3 separate regions of the Mus musculus genome follow, and regions 1 and 2 are each linked to region 3. The links are chromatin contacts, called in public HiChIP or PLAC-seq maps. All regions are on one chromosome and are shown on one strand. The core of a region is the stretch at or near the end of the contact, and the rest is flanking DNA. Distances in the headings are between cores, read along the strand shown.

The links. HiChIP or PLAC-seq counts read pairs in DNA pulled down with a chosen protein or histone mark.
Region 1: a contact with region 3 is called in an H3K27ac HiChIP or PLAC-seq map of heart atrium, with 12 read pairs. The contact joins the enhancer-like site here to the promoter of Gng2 in region 3. A contact is called at or near these places in 10 of 39 promoter capture datasets (the 3T3-L1 cell line, the HPC-7 cell line, Sertoli cells and 5 more), 11 of 484 Hi-C or Micro-C datasets (the G1E-ER4 cell line, the N1E-115 cell line, cortical neurons and 7 more), 21 of 115 datasets of contacts at active chromatin or transcription factors (CD8 T cells, the HPC-7 cell line, astrocytes and 12 more) and 3 of 9 other capture datasets (adipose tissue, liver and pancreatic islet).
Region 2: a BATF HiChIP or PLAC-seq map of CD8 T cells shows a contact between it and region 3, with 15 read pairs. The contact joins the enhancer-like site here to the promoter of Gng2 in region 3. A contact is called at or near these places in 4 of 39 promoter capture datasets (cranial neural crest, liver, macrophages and 1 more), 1 of 15 datasets of contacts at CTCF or cohesin (CD8 T cells), 13 of 484 Hi-C or Micro-C datasets (CD4 T cells, CD8 T cells, LSK cells and 7 more), 11 of 115 datasets of contacts at active chromatin or transcription factors (CD8 T cells, T-cell acute lymphoblastic leukemia, Th17 cells and 7 more) and 3 of 9 other capture datasets (adipose tissue, liver and pancreatic islet).

Annotation. Positions count from the first base shown.
Region 1 is chr14:19,925,408-19,929,394 of GRCm38.p6, forward strand. The region is part of intron 2 of Gng2 (guanine nucleotide binding protein (G protein), gamma 2); the gene reads right to left. Among named protein-coding and RNA genes, the nearest start is that of Gng2, 50 kb to the right of the region's middle. Within about 2 kb of position 2,709, at least 31 of the 459 cell types and tissues checked have an H3K27ac peak or open chromatin away from gene starts, as enhancers often do. A contact at or near this core is called in the G1E-ER4 cell line, the N1E-115 cell line, heart atrium and 1 more, where this site is marked.
Region 2 is chr14:20,009,907-20,014,485 of GRCm38.p6, forward strand. No RefSeq gene overlaps it. Among named protein-coding and RNA genes, the nearest start is that of Gng2, 35 kb to the left of the region's middle. Within about 2 kb of position 2,780, at least 31 of the 459 cell types and tissues checked have an H3K27ac peak or open chromatin away from gene starts, as enhancers often do. A contact at or near this core is called in CD8 T cells, the MNK3 cell line, Th1 cells and 3 more, where this site is marked.
Region 3 is chr14:19,975,793-19,980,365 of GRCm38.p6, forward strand. Gng2 (guanine nucleotide binding protein (G protein), gamma 2) reads right to left here and starts at 1,457. Exons shown (of 4, transcript NM_010315.4): 1 at 1,166-1,457.

The DNA of each region.
Region 1 (3,987 bases), core at 1,459-3,958, 49 kb before region 3:
AGCTTCAACCAACTCAAAGCCTGTTCTCCCAGAATATGTTCTGTTGGATCTACTTCTCTTTCCCCCAGAATTATTTCAGAGGAGAAAGTTTCCCACTTGTGGATAATCTCATACTGGTAGAGTGAAATATGAACTAACTCAGCATTAAACAGGTTCTCCTGGGAGGCCAGCATGCAGGGCAGCCTTTCCCGGTTGTCTTTGGAGGGTCCTACTCTGGTAACTCTTCCATCTGTCTTTGGAGGGCACAGGATGGCTGGGTTTTAGCACCCACTCTGTTTCAGTGTTTTCTTCTGGCTAAATGATAAGAGTTCTAAAATACGGTTTTCTCCCTAAATTAGCCCTGTTTAGAGAATATCAGCTGTTACTGATACCAAGACATTTTATGCAAAAGAAAATAACTTAGGGAGACCAGGGGCTGGATTTCATTCATTCACCCCATTAATGCTGTTCAGGAAAGATGAAGAAAAACACATAGGCTCCTATTCTCAAGGGCAAAGCTCTTGAGAAAAACACATAGGCTCCTATTCTCAAGGGCAAAACTACTACAGTAGTCCTATGGTATTGTCCTTCAAACGCCTCCCCCTCTAAAAAAAGACCCACCATAGGTTTATCTTTCAAGAAACCTTATGAGCTGTTGTATACCTCCACAGTGTCCCAACCCTCCCCCTCCCCTTCCCCCTTCCCTTCCCCCTCCCCCTCCCCTTCCCCCTCCCCCTCCCCGGGAACTGCTGCTGGTTGAGGCATCTGTGGTGTTCCCTGCATCCCTTAACTCCCCTTGCAGGGGAAAGTGTCCCTTCCAGGCTGAGGACACACTCTTTGAGAGCACTTGTTTAGAGTGATGACATTTTTTTTCCATGAAGTACTTTAGGGAGGGCAGTGAGAGAGCACTAGGGAGTGAGTGTATTCAGAATTCATTATATACCACATATGAATTTGCCAAAGAATAAACGTATGTAATCTAAAAAAGCATTTGAGAGACACACCACTTTTCTGTTAAGGAGAAAAGGGGTGAACGCACACACACTCACAGTAGTTTGTTTGCCCAGTACCTTCAGTTTGCCTCGGGCTAGCTTCCTGCCTCTAATCTAAGTTCCCCCTGTACCCCTCGGCAGGCCAGCTTCTGAGCTCACTTACGCTTCTGTTCTCTAACTTGGGGCAGAACAGTGTACAAAGGAGAAAAGACACTGTTGAGGTCTGCCCTGGTTACTACACTCAGACACATTCTTTCCTGAATAAAGGTGCAAACTGTTGAGTGGAATTTCATGTCCACTGATGTTCGTCGGGCACTGGTGGCGCATGCCTTTAATCCCAGCGCTTGGGAGGCAGAGGCAGGCGAATTTCTGAGTTCGAGGCCAGCCTGGTCTACAGAGTTAATTCCAGGACAGCCAGGGCTACACAGAGAAACCCTGTAATGAAAATATAAAACAAACCAAAAAACAAACAAACAAACAAAAAACCAAACATTGATGTTCTTATTCAGAAGGATCTTAGTTGACTGTACTAAGTGTTTGCTCTTCCTTGAAAATAGTGTCCTTATATGCATTCCCCCTCTCTCCCTCTAGCTCTATGTGTGTTTGTTTCTGTCTGTCTCTGTGTGTGTTTCTTTTGTAGGGATATACATGTGTATGCAGGTACACACACATGCACACACACAACACACACAAATATGTATGTGTAGAAGACAGGGATAAACTTTGGGTGTCGTTCATTCCTTGGACACCTTGCTATTTGAGACAGGGTCTCTCATTGGCCTGGAATTCTCCAGTCAGGCCACAGTGGCTGGCGTTTCTCCAGCTCACCAGCACCAGGAATGTAAGTGCACACCACCCGCCTGGCTTATTCACAGGGGGTCTGGGGGGTCAATCTCAGATCCTTGTGCTTGCAGGGCACTTTACCAGCTGAGCCATCTCTGGACCCTTACTGTAAGATAATAAGTAATAAGGAGAAGGGGAAAGTGCAGAACACAGATGAGCAAGTGGCCATTGATTCTTAATAGCAGTGGTGGTTTGCATGAAAAAAGGACTAGGACAGGTGCCCTTCCTTGTTGGAGGAAGTGTGTCACTGGGGGGTGGGGGGAAGGGGGTTGAGTTGGGGTTTTAAAACTCCAAGCCAGAGCTAATCTGACTTCTCTCTCTCTCTCTCTCTCTCTCTCTCTCTCTCTCTCTCTCTCTTTCCACCTCCTGCTGCCTTTGGATCTGGATGTACAACTCTTAGCTCCTTCTCCAGTACCATGTCTGCCCATGTGCCTCCATGTTCCCTGCTGTGCTGATAGTGGACTAAACCTCTGAACTAAAGCCCTAATTAAATACTTTCCTTTATAAGAGTTACCACGGTGTCTCTTCACAGCAATGGAACACTGAGTAAGATGAGAGCCAGGTCACAATGGTGAGCACCTCAGGTGCTCTAGTTATCTGACAAATGACTGAAGTGAAAGCAGTCTCCTATGTGGAAAGAAAAGCCTTGAAGGTAAACAAGAGCGTCATCATGAAGCAGCAGGCTCTTGGTTCTTCCTGATGGCACTGTGGGTGACTGCTGGCCAAAGGGCAAGGACAAGAAGTGTCTTGCTCCTTCCCCTCTCTCCCATGATAACTGAGAGACTCAACACATCCTGTTATCTGGTTTCTCTCAGAGCTACCAATAGGAGGCTGGTAGGCAGCAGGGCCAGTTTATCTCACATGACACTTAACACACTCTTCTGCCAACATCTGAGAAAACACAAGGGCCAGTCATGAGCCACCGGATCCACCAGAGCAGGGTTGCTGAGGCGATCCCGAGCCTGCCTTAATTAGGCATTTCACTTACAAATGAACGGATTAATTCGAGAGTCTCACTTGAAGTATCTTATTCCTGTGGTTTCTTTGAAGCTTTATGGAGATTTAAAACAACTACAACAAAAGCCACAGACATCACTCTCTAAGCAGATGTTGTTATTTGGGACATAACAGTAAACATGGAAATGACAGGTCTTTCATATGTCCTGGGCACCCTCAAAACAGAGGATCCCTTGGGAAGACTCAGAGGAGACCAGTGAATGCAGGGACAGGGGCCTAATGGCGGGGCTTCTTCCTCTGCATTAGACTGTGGAGGTCGCCTAAGACGGCGGTCCTCTTCCAGCCAGCTTTGATCTGATTTGTCCAGCTTATGTTCCCAAATGACCCCTATCTAGTCACCTCCAGCTATATTAGACTGGTGACAGGGGATGGAAATGTAAGTCAGTGGGCAGGACCCTTGCCTAGCATGTGCCAGGCCCAGGGCCCCATTCCCACCACCACAAGAAAACAAAAATGGAGACGGACATAACCCTGAGCACAAACTGGGCTACTGCAGTCTCCAAACTCAGAGGCTGACTGGAACCTAAGTGCCATCTGTAGTGACAATTTTGGAATTTTGGGTTCTTCTAAAAACACAGAAATAGTATAAGAATAAACTGTTGTTTTAATCTCAGGTGTGGGATGTGGGGCTGCTTCAGACTGTCCACAGCAGCTGACTATGATTTGCCTCCTGCTCTAGCAGGGGCATGATTTTGCCAGGTGGTGATAGTTTCTGTGATTGTATGATATTTGGAATTCTGGGGGCTTTTCAGAGGGTATATAAATTCCAGAGAGGTGTGGTGGATTGTTATTGGTCGTGGTTCATTAAGTAGTCATAAGAAAGAAGAAATCCGATATCCTGCCAGTGACAATCAAACTTGCTCCAAGGACCTCAATGACCCTAATCAGCAGGAGGAAATACTGACAATAACATTGCTCTCCTCTGACACCTGACTTTATTCAAGGATCTTTTTCCTCTAACTTCTATCCTTGTTTTCTTTCCTATCTAGTGTTAGGGGGTTGAAAGGGTGGAAGAAAAGGGGTAGGAAAAGATGGAAGAAAGAAGAACCCACAAAGTAGCCTAATCCAGCTACAACTATTTGTAAAAGTATATTGAAAAAAAAAAAAAGCAAACTTTCACAGGTGGTGCACACCTGTAATCCTACCATGCAGGAGG
Region 2 (4,579 bases), core at 1,530-4,029, 35 kb after region 3:
TTTTGATAACAACTAGGACCTGAAAGCATTCTGAGGCAGGCACAACTCTGCTAGGTAGCAGATCCACAACTAAGTAGAGTTTGTGGTTTGTTTAAAAGACTTATTCCCTGAACCGGCTCTGGCACTGCTGGTTCATGCTGAAGGCAGCTGTCAGTCGCTGCAGCTTCCCTGCCCATCACGAAGCAGCCTTACTAGAAACCATAGCTTCTGCCATAGTGCACAGATCCCATGCACTGTCTGGGACAATCGGCCATAGTAGTGTCAAAGAACTCATGACAAGGAAGCTAAGCAGTTGGACCAAGGCTTCCCATACTGATAATCACACCCGTCAGGAAGACAAATCGTACTTGACCTCTCCCAGTGTTTTACACCCAAGCATCTATCCTGCAACTTCTGACTCTTTCCACCCTCAACCCACCTCTGCAAGCTCTTACCCTTTGCAGCTCCATTCCACACAACAGAAATGCTTCAATATTTTCTTGTTCTACTTCCTCCTCCTCCTCCTCTTCCTCTTCCTCCTCCTTTTCCTCCTCCTCCCTCGACAGGGTCTTATGTAGCCCAGGCTGGCCTCTAATTTTCTATGTATCCAAGAATGATCTCAAACTTGTGATCCTCCTGTCTTCATATGCCCCCACCAGTGGTGGAATTACAGGCATGTGACACCATGCTCAGTTCTATGTCATAGTGACTGAATAACAATGGGTCCCATGGACTCGTAGATTTGAATGTTTGGTCACCAGGGAATGGCACTATTTGAGATGATTAGGGGGTGTGGCCTTGTTGGAGGAAGTGTGTCACTGGAGGTGAACTTCGAGATTTTAAGGACCCAAGCCAGGCCCAGTGCCTCTCTCTTTCTGTCTTCAGATCTGGGTATAGAACTCTCAGCTACTTCTCCTGCAGCCATGTTCACTTGCAAGTCACCAGGGTTCCTGCCATGATGGAAATGGACTAAATCTCTGAAACTGTAAGCAAGCCCCAAATAAATGCCTTATTTTCTAAGAGTTGTCATGGTCATGGTGACTCTTCATAGCAGCATAACACTAAAATACTGGTGATAAAAACCCGATGTTTCATGCATGCTAGGTAAGCTGGGCTATAGCCAATGTTTTCTTCTTGACAATGTCTTCCCACTACCCTTGGATGAAGCCTGCCTTACTAAACATACATGATCTCTTGCTTCTGCCCTGCTGCTGGCCTCTCTCTCCCGTACATAGCCCTAGATAGGAGCCGGGGATTCGGAGCAGAGTACACACAGCTCTGTGCTCTGCTTTTCATCACAGACAAACAAGGATTTCCTCCGTTAACTTTTGTTCTGCTGGGTGTTCCCGTTTTGTCTGGTTTTGTTTTTCAAGACAGGGTTTCTCTGTGTAGCCCTGGCTGTCCTGGAGCTTGCTCTGTAGTTCCAAATAATCCAGGCTGGCCTTGAACTCATAGAGATCCTCCTGCCCCTGCCTCCCACGTGCTGGGACGAAAGGAGTGCACCACTACCACCCAGACCCATTTTTTTTTAATTTCTTTGTTAACACTGATGCTCTAGACATATGGTCAGCATTGTAAGTTCCCCCACAATTCCAAAATCCTGCCACATTCCTGGAATATTTGAACATACGTACAGGTGACCATCCAGCACAGTAGCCAGCTTTTCTTTCTTTGGCCTTTCCGAGGCTCAGAAGAGAGTTAGTTGTCATTTGTGGATGCCTGTCAGCAGCTATGAGTCCTGCCAGCACGTTTGCTCCCAAAGATCACCAGGACTAGCATGCCTTTCTCTCTTCCCATTTAGTGACTGCCAAGCTTTAACAAAGTGAGCTGAAACCTACTTCTCTTACTGAATTCTGACTTAGTAGGCTTGGGTGGAACTGGAGAGCATCTGCCTAGGGTTTGTTGTTTGTTTTGTTTTGTTTTGTTTTGACATTTTCTTTTGTGTGTAGAGTGTTTTGCCTTGAGTTTTTCCTTTGGGAGAGCATCCTTTGAGAACTCCTGGCCTAATGTATGAGCCTGATATTTTCCAAAGTCATCTTCATGTAAGATTTACATGGGCAGCTTCAAAAGTGCCTGTGCCTATGTCCTGCTCCCACAAGTATCTATCCTCTTGTCAGCCTTCCCTGAAGGTAAGTAAGATCTGCTTATAAATACTTACCCTCATGTGTGACTGGAGAACACTGTGCAGCCTTCATATCCTATGAATCATTCTATTAATACTTATTTATCTGTTTTTTAAAAAGGAATCCTTCGCTTCCTGTTGCCTCCATTTCTGGCCTGTCTCTAGCCTTCATTCACAATTCCAAAACATCCTCATTCTATTTCTCCTCCTTAAACTCTCCGGATGACATCACGTCCTATCTCATGACAGAGCGTAGATTTCATCCGTCACGACACATCCCTGTATTTCATTCCAGCCAAGCAAAAGTAATTATCTCTAGCAGCTGATCTTCCTTTCCCTTCATCCCTTCATCTCAGAGTGATCTGCATCCCTCCTCCGTGCAAAGTCAAGATCCTCTCTTCATATCACTGCAAGTTACACTGACCATGATCGGTCCACACTCTTGTCCAGCATCTCTGTACTCTGCTGTCTTCTACTTCACTAACCGCCCCCTCTTCTCCTTCTTCTCTTGCTTACCCACCATCCAGCATCTATGTGTCAGTTGTGGTTATCTTCTTTTGTCTACCAGTGGATGACTCAAAAGCGGTAAATCCTCCCAGGTGCCTCTTGGATTTGGTATTCAGAATGAAGCCTTCGCCCTACCCCACCCCCTGCATGTGCCTTACCACATGGAAAGGGACTCTGCACACTCCACGTCACAACTCTATTTCTAGACCCTGACTTTCTCGGTGTGCTCAGCACCAGAGAGAAAGCTGCTCAGAAGCATAAGGCAAGGATGCGTCTGCTCCTAACGTGTGTGCTGCTCAACAAGAGGCAGGTGTGTTTCTTCCATCAGCAAATGAGAGTGTGGCAATCAAGAAGCATTTTGGGAGACCATTTGTTCAGGGATGTGAGGGTCTCCTGTTCACATAGTGACGACTCCAGCAGAAGCAGGAAAAACACAAGGCAAAACACTCTACACACAAAAGAAAATGTCAAAAACACAAACGGGAAACAGCACAGGAAGGAAAATCAAAAGGCAGGCAGAAGAGCATCTGTGTGGCTTTGTTTGCTCAACTAACACCATTCAGCTAAGCCTTGTTTAGGAAGTGTGCCTGCACAACACAGCGGCCCAGGTGCTGGATTTAGTATCCTGTGCTAAGTGGTAGGAGGTGGATTTCTTCTACAGTAGCTCTGAGGACCTTTATGACAGGGTGCTACTTCTGATTTTACTCAAAGTACAAAGTAGGTCAGATAGGGTGATGGGAAAAGCTTTAGCACAAATTTTCCTCATAAAATATATTTAGTGTAACAATATTGCATTGATTTAGTACACATGTGTAGTTTAATATGAAATATTGTATAAGATTTGTTTTGATATAATATAAAGATATTGATATCAAACATGTAATAGACAAATAATTGAATCTTATTAAAGTTAAATTTTTTTCATGCTTTAAAAAACATTATTAAGCCAGGCTTAGTGAGTCAGGATTATAATTCTAAGTACTTTGGTAGCTGAGGCAGGAGAATTCCAAGGTTAAGGGCAGCTTGGGTTACAGAATGAGTCCAGGGTCAATTTGTGAAACTTAATGAGATCCTGTCTGTCTTAGTCAGGGTTTCTATTCCTGCACAAACATCATGACCAAGAAGCAAGTTGGATTTATTTCCCATTCTCTGATACGCATATGTGTTACCAATGAGTCCAAAGTGGTTGCTACTTCCTGCTCACTTCCATGCTGCTGTTCATCACCAAAGGAAGTCAGGACTGGAACTCAAGCAGGTCAGGAAGCAGGAGCTGATGCAGAGGCCATGGAGGGATGTTCTTTACTAGTTTGCCTCACCTGGCTTGCTCAGCCTGCTCTCTTATAGAACCCTGACTAATACACTGTCTTAAAATAAAAAGTTAAAAGTAGGACTGGAGAGATGGCTCAGTGGTTAAGAGCACTGACTGCTCTTCCAGAGGTCCTGAGTTCAATTCCCAGCAATCACATGGTGGCTCACAACCATCTGTAATGAATCCGATGCCCTCTTCTAGTGTGTCTGAAGATAGTGACAGTGAATTCACACACATTAAATAATTACTTAAAAAAAAAAGTTTAAAGTAATCTGAGGTCTAAATCATTGGTGAAATACTTGCCTAAGATGAGACACCTGGTTCAATCTGTGATATCACAGAAAGCAATAAGAGAATAAAAAGATGAGGTACAGACCAAGAGAAATAATTTACAAATCATACATATGACAGAGAATCTATAACCAGAATGTACATAAAAATTCTTACAAATGAATAATAACCGATCCAATTTTTAAATTACATTTTTGATTCTTAATAATGCCACATATGTATGTCAATGAAACATGATCATAATGAACTTCTATTTCCTCTTCAAACACTCCTTAAAGCCTTTGACTCCACCCAACTTCATGTCTGTTGGGAAAAAAAATTTAGAGACTTCACCAAAGAAGATACAAAAACAAAGATTAGACTATGAAAAG
Region 3 (4,573 bases), core at 207-2,706:
GACCTTAAAAAAAGAAACTTGTATTTTAATAATTCATGAGTATTCAAACATGCCATTTTATTGTTTTCATTCTACCACACGAAGCTCTTTCTTTGCTTTGAAAAACTATCTCCTTTTATTGTATATAAAAAAGTAAAAATCATTTTAATCAATGCTTTCTTATGCTTAACTACACTTTTGTTGAAGATTTTTTAAAAATTATGACACAGTTTATTAAACTGTTTATCCTACATGTTCTGCCAAAAAAGCCCATAATCTCAGTTCAAGCCTGTTAGACCTCTTTATTGTACTTTTATATATATCACTCATAAACGCAAACCAGTTACTATCCCAGACTCATTATCAGCATCCAGTGCTTAAGAAAATTTACAGAATAAAAACTGTGTTCTGATTGTATTAACTCAGTGTACAGCATACACAGACAAGGAAACAAACCAGCTCACTTCGATATTATCTCTGTCTAGAATTAACAATCGTTTTGATCTAGAGATGGATAAAATTCATACAGGCATAAAATCCATTTACACACCGGTATCCGATTTTCAGCAAGTTATAGGCCGGCCATGGTCCTTTAAATAAGGATGCAACTTTAGGGTAAGACCTACTAACAAATGGTAGCAGCAAGGAGAGGAAGACACTAGTTCCTTAGAGGTAAATACTGGCCCCTCGCTCTCGAAATGCGAGCCTTTGTTGGTAAAAATCTATGTACAAAAGAACCCAACATCCTCACAGCCAAACCACAGCCATAATGTTGCAAAGAGACGGCTCACCGAAATACATACGTATATGAGTGTGCTTAACATCTTTCACCACTTACACCCCAAAACAAGGGTCTGCCACGCTCGGGTGCCCAGACTGCAGCTTCGCACCCCAGCTGACTGCAACTCAGCCCTGTCGGTCTGCTGAGCCAGCTAAACAAACCACTTCTTACATTCAGCTTGTTTTCCTAAACACTGAGGGTGGTTCCCCACACCCTGAACAAAATGTGTCACAAATCTGACCATCGTTCTCGAAAAAAAAAAAAAAAATTAAAATCCCATCTTAATCATTTCCCCCAAGCCTGAATCAATGTTCCTCGCTTCCCTAAGAAATCCACCCCAAAACCCACAAGCATGGTCACTTCATCTCAATTCAAAAGGAGCTACATGGAAAACGTGTCCTTTACCTTGCTTGGCTCCGGAGGCTTGGTTAGAGAGCAGCTTCCCCTGGCGGAGCAGATGGGTGGTGAGGTCGGCCCGCCCAGCCCAAGCCCAGCCCAGCCCAGCCCAGCCCAGCCCAGCCCAGCCCAGTCAGCCCAGCCCAGCGCAGCGAAGCCCTGCCCAGCCCAGCCCAGCCGTAGTAGGAGTTGCCCACCGAGAGGCGTCGTGTGTCTGTCTGTATAGCAGCCCCTGAAGCCCAAGCCTGAGTCCCCACCCAGCTTTGTCTTCAATCCTCATTCCTACAGGAAGCAGCTCATCTCCCACTTCCTCCTCTCTTAGTATCGGGTAGCAAGCCAGCTTTCTCGTTTGCTTCTCCCACCACTTCAGGGCTTCCTCTAAGTGGCTTTGTCTGCTGCTGATGCTAATTTGGCTCTAATCCCCTGGACCCCTTTTTTCCAGCGCCCTTCCATCCCCACTGCACTGTCTTCTCAGTCCTTTTCTTATCTCCCAGCGCTCATCTCCCAACAGTGTCCACACAGTGCCTCAGTGGGTTTCCTCAACACCCAAACTGCTTTCTCATTCTGAACTGAAGCTACTGTATTTATTGGGCCGGCGTAGACTCTGGTCCTGAGATCCGGGGCCAGCCAGCAGCGCCTTCTAATTTACGGCCTATCTGCATTCCCAAGCAGCTTGCAGCCTCTTGCTGCCGAGTTTTTCCTCTGTGGCCAGCCAACCTTTCCGGAGCTTCATTCCCCCAAGGTCTCCCTACCACTGAGATTTTATTTAACCCATATGCTTAGAAAATAATGGCACCCGCAGGACTTCTGGGACGTGTGAGCTAAGCCAAGTCCTGCAATGCTGAGGTAGATCTAGCAGTGAGAACAGTCCGAGGAGAGTGTGAATGAAGGGAGGGGTGTGGTCTGAGTGGCCCGGATTCCCAGTCCAGCCATAGATCCCCTCCTCTACCACCCACCTAATATTGGTAGGGCTGAGGGGCCTCTTTTGCCCTTTGTTTCAGACAATAGGATAGTGTCATGAATAAAGAGAACCATTGTCAGTCTGTCCTCCAGAGTTAAAATCTGAGCTGTCATTCCTGCCTGTAAACTTAGACAAATGACTTAATGTCTATATGCCTCAGTTTCCCCACTTGCAAAAATCATACCATATTTCACAGTGGAAAAATCTGAGAAGGAAGTAAGACCAGACAGATACGTGGTGCTTCAAATAGTTCCCAGAGCAGAGAAAATACTCAATTACATACTATCGGTTATTATTTACAAGAGACTGAAACTCAGGTGACAAGTGGCTCGGACAGTCAACAGCCGGTCGGACACCAGTGTTTGTTCCCCTGGCTTCCCCCAGTTATGTTCACAGCTGAGCCCTGATGCTTGTGGCAACAATTTACCCCAGGTTTGAGTTATTCTTTCTCTGGATTAAGGAAGCACTTTGGGGGAAGGTACATTTTAAACACCAGCAGGGCAGCGAGGAGGGAATCCTTGCTCCTGAAGGGAGGTGATGCATGGTAGTCATAGCTGCAGTTTCAGTACTGTAGCCTGAGACAACAGAATCACTTTGAGCTCAAAGCTCCTCTGAGTTACATGGTGAGACCCTGTCTCAAATGTAATTAATAAATAAATCCATCCTCTCTCAGAAGCCAGGCCTAGAAAGCTAACCTTCTCAAGCATTAGAAGCAATCTGCTACTGTATTTTGAAGGCCCTGTCCTACCTTCACTCACCAGGAGGGAATCTGACAGGAAAATCTAGATTGATGCAGGCTCATCAGCTGTGCCTTCCTCGCACACCCTGGGGACTACCGAATGTCATTCTGGCAGGCGCAAAAGTTACTCTCAGTGAGTGTTCTCAAACAATCCCAAGATTCCTTTTGTTTTGATTTCAAGTTCCATGAAGTTTCTCAGAAATCTTTTTTTATTGTAAGAGACCAGAAATGTCCAACATAAAGTATATATACATACATATATATAAAATAGTGTGTGTGTGTGTAATGCTAAGCCTAAGGGGGGGGGGAGGTCTCAAAAGTTTGGGGAAATTATAAAAACAAGACTTTGGTCAATTTTAAACCAAATTTTAAATCTTTACTTTTAATCCAGCTAAGAGACTCTCCTTCCCTCCCTCCCTTTCTCCCTCCCTCCCTCCCTCACTCCTCTCCATGAGAAAGGGGTTGGTATTTCTATTAAGTTTTTATTTAGAAAAAAATCTTTTAAACAAGAAATCACTAGGAATTTGTGCCTGCCTCCTAACGTATCCCCTCTACTCTGGTCATAAACCTCCCAGGAGATTCATCTGCCGGGCTCCAGGAGAGACCGACCAAACTCCTCAAACTAAAAACCCAGATTTTAAGATGTCCCCTTCCTGTCATTAGCCTCATTGATTTCTGTCCCAGCAGCTTCTTCTTTCAGGAGGCAAGAGTCACGTGTGGGTGTGTAGCTCCTCCAGGGGAAGAGATTAATCCAGCTTAGAGTTGGAACACAAGCATACGAGGCCCTGACACCCGGCCTACAATGTACCCATTTCATAGGGGAAAAGGTGAGCCTCTTACTTATGTGAAATGCTTGTGCAATCAATTGTCAGATGAAAGCTACTTTACATACATTCCATTGACTCAGAGATAAAAATCTGAAAACATTCACCACTGTTCTCATTTGCAGAAAGTAATACCCTGCTGTATGTCTTACATTTATCTGATAGTGGTGGCTGATGGGGACACAAAGGGCATCATTTTAGCCTAATGTCCCCATTTTCCTATAATTTTGAGCATTCTGGCTAGCAGTTCATAGGAGCTCTAAATATTACTTGACGCCTACTCCTCTCTCTATAGTCTCCATTTTCTTTAAGAAGGCACATCAAACCAACTGTACACACAGTGTTAGGATAACTGCATACCCCCTTTTCTTTGCTATTTCAAAGTAAATCAGTCTTTGATGGCTACCTCCAAATTACCTCTTTACCCAGGTTGTCCCTCTCTCCTCCCCTGCCACCACCTTCTGTCCCCACTGCTTTGGGTTTCCCTGTGTGGCTGCAATGTTTTCTACTATAGGCCTCTACCTCCAGCCATTCTTCTAAGTCATCCTTAACAGAATTTCAGTTCCAAAATGAAGAGCTGACCATGTCACTGCCCTGCTTTCATTGCTACCTTTCTGCCCTTCCCACGGCACAGCACGCCAGACCCTACATGATGCCACCCGTCTACACTCCAGCCTTATTGCCTCTTTCAGTCTCATGTCTACCAGTGGGTAGAGTCTGCCGTCCAGCCCCCACCTCTGAACCCTGACAACGTACTATATCTATCTCCAGACACACCCTCATCCTTCTCTCTAGGATGTATTCTGGAGAGCCCCTGTTTGTCACTCAACACAGCCTTTCTTAGAAGACTTCTTCGATGGCTAACTTTTGTTGTCAACTTGAATTTAAAAGAA